3 separate regions of the Zea mays genome follow, and all the other regions are linked to region 2. Evidence: chromatin contacts called from public Hi-C data. All regions are on one chromosome and are shown on one strand. The core of a region is the stretch at or near the end of the contact, and the rest is flanking DNA. Distances in the headings are between cores, read along the strand shown. Region 1 holds the start of LOC100281341. Region 2 holds the start of LOC100275703 (putative RING zinc finger domain superfamily protein). Region 3 holds the start of LOC100193986 (putative thioredoxin superfamily protein).

Region 1 (2,700 bases), core at 147-2,646, 240 kb before region 2:
ATAAGTGTACATTCGGGCCGCCCGGCCCGGCCCGGCCCAAGCCCGAAAAGGCCCGTATTGTTTGAATTTCGGGCCGGCCCGGCCCGTTTGAATTTCGGGCCGTGCCGGGCCGGCCCATGGGCCTAGCCCTCGGCCCACGGCCCGGCCCGTAATTGCTTAAACGTGTCGGGCTTATTTCGGGCGGCCCGAAATTATAAAAGCCCGAAATTCACATTAGGGCCCGAAATTCAATTTTTGGCCCGAAATTCAGTTTTTGGCCCAAAATTCATATTAGAGCCCTAAATTCAAAAAAATAATAAACCAAATAAAAGATAAGACAAATAAATTTGTATAAAATCAAACTTAATATTTGTATTAAAGTTACCACAGCTATGCAATGACTACCTCGCATTTTGTTAGAAGGAAAAAGAGTATAATCAGCTGTATACAAAGTTCGTAAGTTCAGTTTATTGTCTAATGTTCATAACAAAAGTAAAATTACATCGCACAATCTAATTCAAAGATACAAAAAAACATCTAACTAGCATTATCTCTAGCTTTGTGTTCTTTATCAAGTATATGAAAGTGCGAAATAAAGTGTGGTTTTAATAAATATATGGGTCTTTTCGTGCTTCTATATGGGCCTTTTCGTGCCTGCCTTAAACGGGCCGTGCTCGTGCCCGCCCATGGGCCGTGACCTCGGCCCAAACCCGGCCCGATATAACGGGCCGTGCCGGCCCGGCACTAAATTATTTCGGGCCGTGCCGTGCCTGGGCCGTGCTTTTTTTTCCGTGCTTCGGGCCGGCCCATCAGGCCCGGCCCAAATGTACACCTATAGCTGCGTCCGCACACCGGTCCGTTGGGTGACGTTACGCGCGTCAAGCTGACAACGAACAAAGAGTGTCCCAAAAGAGGCGACGAGAGGACGAACGGAAGCGAGCACCACAGCCACGGATCGCGATTTGGCACGGGTAGTAGCGCCTGCAATGGACCCATGGTAATCTGGATTTCTCACTATTTTCTGGAAAGGAGCTGGGATGAGAGAGAGAATATCTTCTGCCCAGTTGCTTCCCCCACTCGTTTTCAAAGGTGAGAGAAGTATTTAAAGATTGCGATGATATTTTAAAGCAGAGCTCTGGTTTTCAGATCTCGACCGCATAGTTGCCGCGTGTGAGCTGTGAACGGGCGAGTGAATATTCCGCCGCAGGCCATCAGGATTAGGACAGGTAATTTGGAGTTGCTTACGGAGCCAGTCACTCACAGCTCCTGGTCCTGGCGGTAAGAAGTGAACCTGCCCGGCGCCCCCCGCCGGACGGGGTCCGTCGCCTACAAGCCGCCTCCCCACGGCTCTCCGCTCCCGGCCCGTCACACCGGCCGCCAATCCTATATAAAGCCGCTCCAGGCCCTCCGCTCCTCCAGTCCAAAGCCCCTTGCCTTCTATCCCTTTCACACACGCCTCTCCTTCCCTCTCTCTCTCTCTATCTTCCTGCCTGAGGCAGCAGCCATTTCCGCTTCCGATCGTGGAGGCTTGGTGTGGAAGGAGGAAAGGAGGCCAGCTGCTGGTTTTCGGTGCGGCGGAGATGTCTGAGGTGTCGGTGATAAACCAGGCGGAGGTGGAGGATGCGGGTGCCGGGCAGCTGGACCTGCCGCCGGGGTTCCGCTTCCACCCCACCGACGAGGAGATCATCTCGCACTACCTCGCCCATAAGGCCCTCAACCACCGCTTCGTCTCCGGTGTCATCGGCGAGGTCGACCTCAACAAGTGCGAGCCATGGGACCTGCCAGGTTAGTACTTGCTGCTACTGCATCGACGCCTCATAGCTCTAAACCTGCACCTTTTTTCCCCTTGTGCTTCTACTAGTAGTACTTCTCGGCTGGAAACCATGCCCTAACCAAAAAAAGGACGGAACTTTGCGTTGGATTTCTCCAGGCAGGGCCAAGATGGGGGAGAAGGAGTGGTACTTCTTCTGCCACAAGGATCGCAAGTACCCGACGGGCACGCGGACCAACCGCGCCACGGAGACCGGCTACTGGAAGGCCACCGGCAAGGACAAGGAGATCTTCAGGGGCCGCGGCGTCCTCGTGGGCATGAAGAAGACGCTCGTCTTCTACCGCGGCCGCGCGCCGCGCGGGGAGAAGACCGGCTGGGTCATGCACGAGTTCCGCCTCGAGGGCAAGCTTCCCGAGCGGCTCCCGCGCTCCGCCAAGGTCCGGCCCTCCCCCCCTGTTCTCGCCTCGTTTAATTGCTCGTTCGGCCCTGGAAATCTTTTTCTCCCCCCCCCCCCCCCCCCCCCCCCCCCCCCCTTTTTCGTCCGCCGGTGGCCTAAATCCTCTTCTTTTCTTGCTGCCTTCGTTTGTTTGTTTGTTGCGTGCAGGACGAGTGGGCCGTGTGCAAGGTGTTCAACAAGGAGCTGGCGGCGAGGACCGAGCCAATAATGGCGGCGGCCGGCGCGGGCGAGCTCGAGCGCGTCGGCTCGCTGGGCTTCCTCAGCGAGCTCCTCGACTCCGCCGAGCTGCCGGCCCTCATCGGCGCCGACGTCGACGAGGTGATCGACTTCAACGGCCCCGCGTCCACCTCCGGCGCGCCGGGCACGAGCCACAGCCACCTCCCGGTCAAGATGGAGGAGCACGCGCTGCTGCACATGCAGTACCAGCCGCCGCCGCCCCCGACGTCCTACTACTCGAGCCAGTACTTCTCTCTGCCGGCGATGAACTCCGGCG
Region 2 (2,700 bases), core at 124-2,623:
CGTGTGAAACTTTGTGACACTTTATGGTTGTGAATGTTCGTTTATCAGAAAAAATGTGTGTTGTGAACGTGGAATGTGTTTGTAAATGTATGTGTTTTTGGATGTATGTGGTTGTGGAATCTGGATATTTGTGGCTGTGAAAATATGTGTTGTGGTAATAAAACAAAAAAAACTCGAAGAATTTGACCTCACATAATTCATTAGTATGTCCGACGGTCTAGCAGTGGCTGTCGGACATAAGTGTATAAAGTCTGACGGTCCACGGACAACCGTCGAACATACTGACAACTTAAGTTCGACGACCCACATGTGGAGTTCTCTGGACGCGTTACGATCGTTACCCGATTTAATCGATCGGCTCTTAGAGGCCATCGAAAATAATTTATGTTCGACGGTGGCTGTCAGAAATACTCTTATATCTGACATTTTAGAACCGATGAACATTTGTTGTCGGACATAAGCTTTAAGGCTTCGAATTTTTTTAGTTTTACTGTTGTGGGAACCTTTGAGAGCAGTACAGTTTTCATCATTAACTTGGTAGTCAGAATCTGCACGTCAGCACGTCATCTCCAGATTACTCCTTTCGATTAGCTTATGCTTCAAAGTTCAAACCTGAGAACAAGTAGTACATCCCCATTAGGTAGTAGATGATTCGTAGTAAAGACATGCTTACAATCATTAAGGAGAAGATTCATCTCATGTTGTAATCGATATATTCTTGCTCCAATCATCGGCCCTTGTACCCGTTCATGAGTACCTTGATCGTGTTTAGCATGGGTCAGTAGTGTCATGATGGATGTTCTCATGAGAGGGAGTAGTCGAATGGAATGTAATTAGATCCAGAAAGACGATCCAAACCTGGATGGGCTGATAAACGCCATGAGTGGAGCTTCTCCTCATGCAAACGCAGGAGGCCACCGTTCGACACCACCATCGCAAGCGAGACAGACCGGAGCCAACTCTGCCGATCCTAAAGATTCATGCATCGTAGGAGGATCTGCATATCCACCGTTACGGTAGGCTTCGCTCTACAGAGAGATTGGAAGCGGCCGACGGGGCGCCGGCTATGTGATCTACCGAGCTCCTGGTGTCGTGCATGGTCACGCGGTAGGATGCGGGGGACGAGGCGAGGGATGGGGACTGCCGGACTGGGGAGTGGGGAGGAGAGGACCGGAGGAGAGTAGGAGACCCGCGGAGCCGCGCACTGCCGCGACGGTACAGGCTGCGAGCGGCTGCGAAGTGGGCTGTGTGTTGGGCTTCGTCTCTGACGGGCTAAGCGAGCTGGATGCCTGATCGATGCCTCGCGGGCGTTCGACGTCCCTCTGCCCGTTTGCGGTAGAATATGTATCGTTCCGTTGCGTTCACTCTGCTCTCCTTTTTCCCTTTCTCCCGTTCACCTTTCTCTATCGCTTTTCTTTCCCCCATCCCCCTTTCTTTCCTCGTGGTGACGACTGGGCTAGTGCTATCGTCCTTCGCCAGGTCTTCGCCGGCGACGAGCACCTACCAGGTATGCCCGACCCTTCCCATCCTGCTCTGCGCAACCGAACATCTCAAACCCTAGCTTAAACTTTTTTTTATTCGGATCTGGCCACGGGTATATACGTACAAGATATCTACTAGCTTCGAGTTCTTGCAAAATTTATCTGGTTTGCATTTGCACACCGCCACACCCATGCCCTCTACTGGGCGAGTTATTAGGTGGATTTGATCGGTGGTTTATTGGACTGGGAGCTGAAGTACTAGCTCTTAGTCTGGTGGATTTCTTGTTGGATAGGGGCATCACTGACCGACTGACCGCAGAGGGCTGGATATATTTTGGTGCAAATAGAACAAGAAGAAGAAAAAATTATGAAGTAGATTTCTTTCCCTTTTATCCACCTATAAAACTAGGTTGGTGTCATTTGATGAGATTAACCCACGCAAATTTGTTGTGGCCTTGTGGTGGCAATGCAATATTACCAAAAAAATGAAGCTTTATTTAATGATGTATATAGAAGCTCTATGGTGCATTAATAGTTCACTTGATCCATAATATAAATATGTTTTATTTGCGTTTTGGGTGGGGTTTGGTGTGGCCTAGCTGTGAATGGAGTTGTTCAACAGTTATGAGCATGTTCATTGCCCCTCCCCCCTTGAAAAGGAGTCTTTCCTTCAGATGATATTTTCTCGTGCTTATCTTCTTGTCAACACTGACATGCTTCTATGTGGACAGGTGACCCTATTCCTTTTCTTCACTCGGTGTATAATCCCCCTTTGCTGCAATCAAGCTTCTCAAACATAATAAGCAAATAGTCTCTTCACGTGATTGCCAAAATTAGTCAAGACGGGTGCTCTTTGCTGCGTGGCCGCTAGGCCACATGGGACGAAGTCTGACCCTGCAAGCAGAGATCGTTCTATGGATCCTACTGAGCCTCGTTGGCGCATAAACTCGAGCTTCTCTCCCCCAACATCAAGGAGATGGGACTGTCGTTATTCATCAGATGGATTGCCCCACAGAGTTCATGATGCTCCTCATGATCACCCACCTTATGTTTCATCATTGTCATCCCATAGCAAAGGAAGCAGAAATGCATTTGGCAGTGATCAGTACCTCAGTCACCATCATTCTGTGTCTGATGGAGCACTTTCTTATTTTGGGAGTCCAGCTGACAGCCTTCAGGCTCCACGCTGGACGCCCTCTCTTCAAAGATTTGATCTTGG
Region 3 (2,700 bases), core at 47-2,546, 170 kb before region 2:
CTAAAAAAGCGTAAATAAAAGCCTAACCACATGATATATAAAAACGTAGCACTGCACAGTTGTGACAATAGGATATTAGTTGATCTTACGAGCACTAAGAACAAATCTTAACAAGAGTTTTATGATTTTTAAGATATTAAAACAAGCTAACAACTTAAACTAAATAAAAAGTGCGAGGAATGTAGGGTTGGTAATGGGTCATGATCCAAATATTTATTTACAATAAGTTAGGACATTTAATTAATTTTAGTTAAAAATAGAGCCCCATCCTAATCCGATTCAATACTTAGATTTTATAGTATAAAATCTAGAGCCTATTTACCATCCATTATCGGATGAAATGACTTCCATAACATAAGACTAGTAGATGAATACACAAATTTGACTTATGGGATCTTAGAAACTGGAACACAAAATTGTAAATCTTTACTCTTTCAAAGCACGAGTTTTATGCATCATACCTCACATGTGAAGTGCATAGATATGTTACTCTCCCTGTTTCTGGTCTACGCATAGATGAAGCATGAGAAACCACTCAAACCCAATATGATAGAAAGTCATATACAACATAATAGTTCCACATAAGATCTGCTCCTTTGCTAAAAGGGCTAAAAGAGGACGAGCTATTGAGCGAGCTATAAAAAAGAGATCAATACAATATCTTTTTCAACTCATATTTTTTCCGTTTTTTTGACTAAAATAAAGCGTAATATTTATTCTTATCAGTTTATTATAGACTATGTTTAATTTAATACTAAATTTAATTCTATAGATATCAAACATGAGTGTTAACTGTTAATGTTTACTTTAATTTTAAATTTATTCGTTATGTGTATCAAGTGTATGCCGTGGCAAGTCGTTGCATTGTGTCACTTCCTCGGACTCCGAGTGGGATGCCGCACCTCCGCATCCTTGACCAAAAGATTACACTTCTGCCACGAGTCCTCGCGGCTGAGCGCACCACGCGCGCCTCCCGATCCCCACGCCTGCGTGACATGTGAGCCCCACAACCGTTTCTTATTCTTATCCAGAATATATCCATTCCAGAATTTCTTACAGCCAGCAGGGGAGAAAATTGAAGAGTTTGAAGCCCACGTGGCGAGCAAAGGAAGACTGTGAGGTGCATCGGACGACCTTCAGTAGTTCTTGGAGAGATAATTAGCGGGGAAAAAAGACGCGGCGATTTTTCACTCCGGTAATCCGGTTTACCTTATCCGTGTGGGCCTCCTTTTTTAAAAGGAGCTACTTTTCTTCGCCGCTTCCGCAATCTTCCATTCCTCTTCTTCTCTCTGGCGCCGTGATCCCTCTTGTGTCTCCTGGCGAGCTCTTCATACCATCTTCGAGCGCGATTTGGCGATGGCGGCGGCGCAGGTGGTCGCGAAGGGGAGCGTGGTGTCGCCGTGCGGCAATCGAGCGGTGCCGGGCCTCTTGGGCAGGCGGAGGGATGCCGTGGCGGCGCAGATGACGCCGTCGGCGGTGCGGATCGGGGGCTCCTGGAGGAAGAACGCGTTTCCTGGCGTGAGGCTAGCCTTGGGGACGAGGAGATCCAGGCCCGCGTCCCGGAGTTTCTCCGCCTCGCCGGTGCAGGTGAATATGGATTCAGGAGTGCTAGTTATCATGCGTTCCCTGCGAGACTTCTTTCTCGTAGTTCACGTGTATCTTAATTTTTTTTCTTCCATGTTTTTGCGATCAATTTAGTTTTCATCCCTTCCGAAAACCATTTTTAGTTTTCTAGTTCGTTTGACCACCCCGAGGGAGTTTTCTTTGATATCCCGAGCTTTTAATTCTAGAAATAAAAAAGAAACTGGATTTTCATCTAAAAATAAAAAAGAAACTGGAACGACGAGGACTTGGGAACACTAATAATAGATCTACCTTTTTGTTTGTTCGGTTCCTCATCAGATGAACATGAACCTTGCGATTGGGAAATCAATGAGGTGGTGGGAGAAGGGGTTGCAGCCCAACATGCGTGAGATCGAGTCCGCCCAAGACCTTGTAGATTCCTTAACCAACGCCGGCGAGAGGCTCGTCGTCGTCGACTTCTTCTCCCCTGGCTGCGGCGGCTGCCGTGCTCTTCACCCGAAGGTGAGGGGAAAAGTATACCGTATGCACGTTGCATGATATTCTTCATATATCCGAGAACTTTTGAAGACTGGGTTTCCTTAGGAATCTATTTCGTGCAGATTTGCCAATTTGCGGAGCGGAACCCTGATGTGCTGTTCTTGCAAGTGAACTACGAGGAGCACAAGTCTATGTGCTACAGCCTTCGTGTCCATGTGCTACCCTTCTTCAGATTCTACAGAGGAGCACAGGGACGACTCTGCAGCTTCAGCTGTACAAACGCAACTGTAAGATCATGTCCATGTTTCTTCTGTTCGTATGATTATTGGTATGTCCTCAATAACATGCAACATATCCAAAATGACCTTTATTGAACACTAGTACATAATTATAGTCACCCTCTCAGATCTAAAATGTATGGAGTCAGAAAGTTGTGAATTCGGGTAGAGCTTGTTGACGACTCAACTTCAGTTTTGGACTCTGTTTAGTTTGTAAAAAAAACTCGGCTGGCGGGGAGGGTAACACCACCCTCGCGGTATTTTCTTAATAGAAGGTCTGTGGCAAGGGTCCCAACCAGAAAACCCTGAACCATGTCCTCCCGTCACTAACGAGCCGGGTCAAGCTACCTACTCTGCAAAG

The links. A called contact is a pair of places that touch in the nucleus more often than the background predicts.
Region 1: a Hi-C map of leaf shows a contact between it and region 2, with 10 times the contacts expected there. The contact joins the promoter of LOC100281341 here to the promoter of LOC100275703 in region 2. A contact is called at or near these places in 4 of 25 Hi-C or Micro-C datasets (ear, leaf and tassel).
Region 3: a Hi-C map of ear shows a contact between it and region 2, with 4 times the contacts expected there. The contact joins the promoter of LOC100193986 here to the promoter of LOC100275703 in region 2. A contact is called at or near these places in 3 of 25 Hi-C or Micro-C datasets (ear, leaf and tassel).

Annotation. Positions count from the first base shown.
Region 1 is chr9:138,759,131-138,761,830 of Zm-B73-REFERENCE-NAM-5.0, forward strand. LOC100281341 reads left to right here and starts at 1,397. Exons shown (of 3, transcript NM_001154259.2): 1 at 1,397-1,764; 2 at 1,910-2,187; 3 at 2,355-2,700. The coding sequence starts at 1,560.
Region 2 is chr9:138,998,882-139,001,581 of Zm-B73-REFERENCE-NAM-5.0, forward strand. It overlaps LOC100275703 (putative RING zinc finger domain superfamily protein), which reads left to right and starts at 1,374. Exons shown (of 4, transcript NM_001149728.1): 1 at 1,374-1,507; 2 at 2,213-2,700. The coding sequence starts at 2,396. LOC109942206 (a long non-coding RNA gene) reads right to left here and starts at 1,313. Exons shown (of 2, transcript XR_002264828.3): 1 at 859-1,313; 2 at 564-757.
Region 3 is chr9:138,830,005-138,832,704 of Zm-B73-REFERENCE-NAM-5.0, forward strand. LOC100193986 (putative thioredoxin superfamily protein) reads left to right here and starts at 1,297. Exons shown (of 4, transcript NM_001139052.1): 1 at 1,297-1,587; 2 at 1,903-2,085; 3 at 2,184-2,348. The coding sequence starts at 1,357.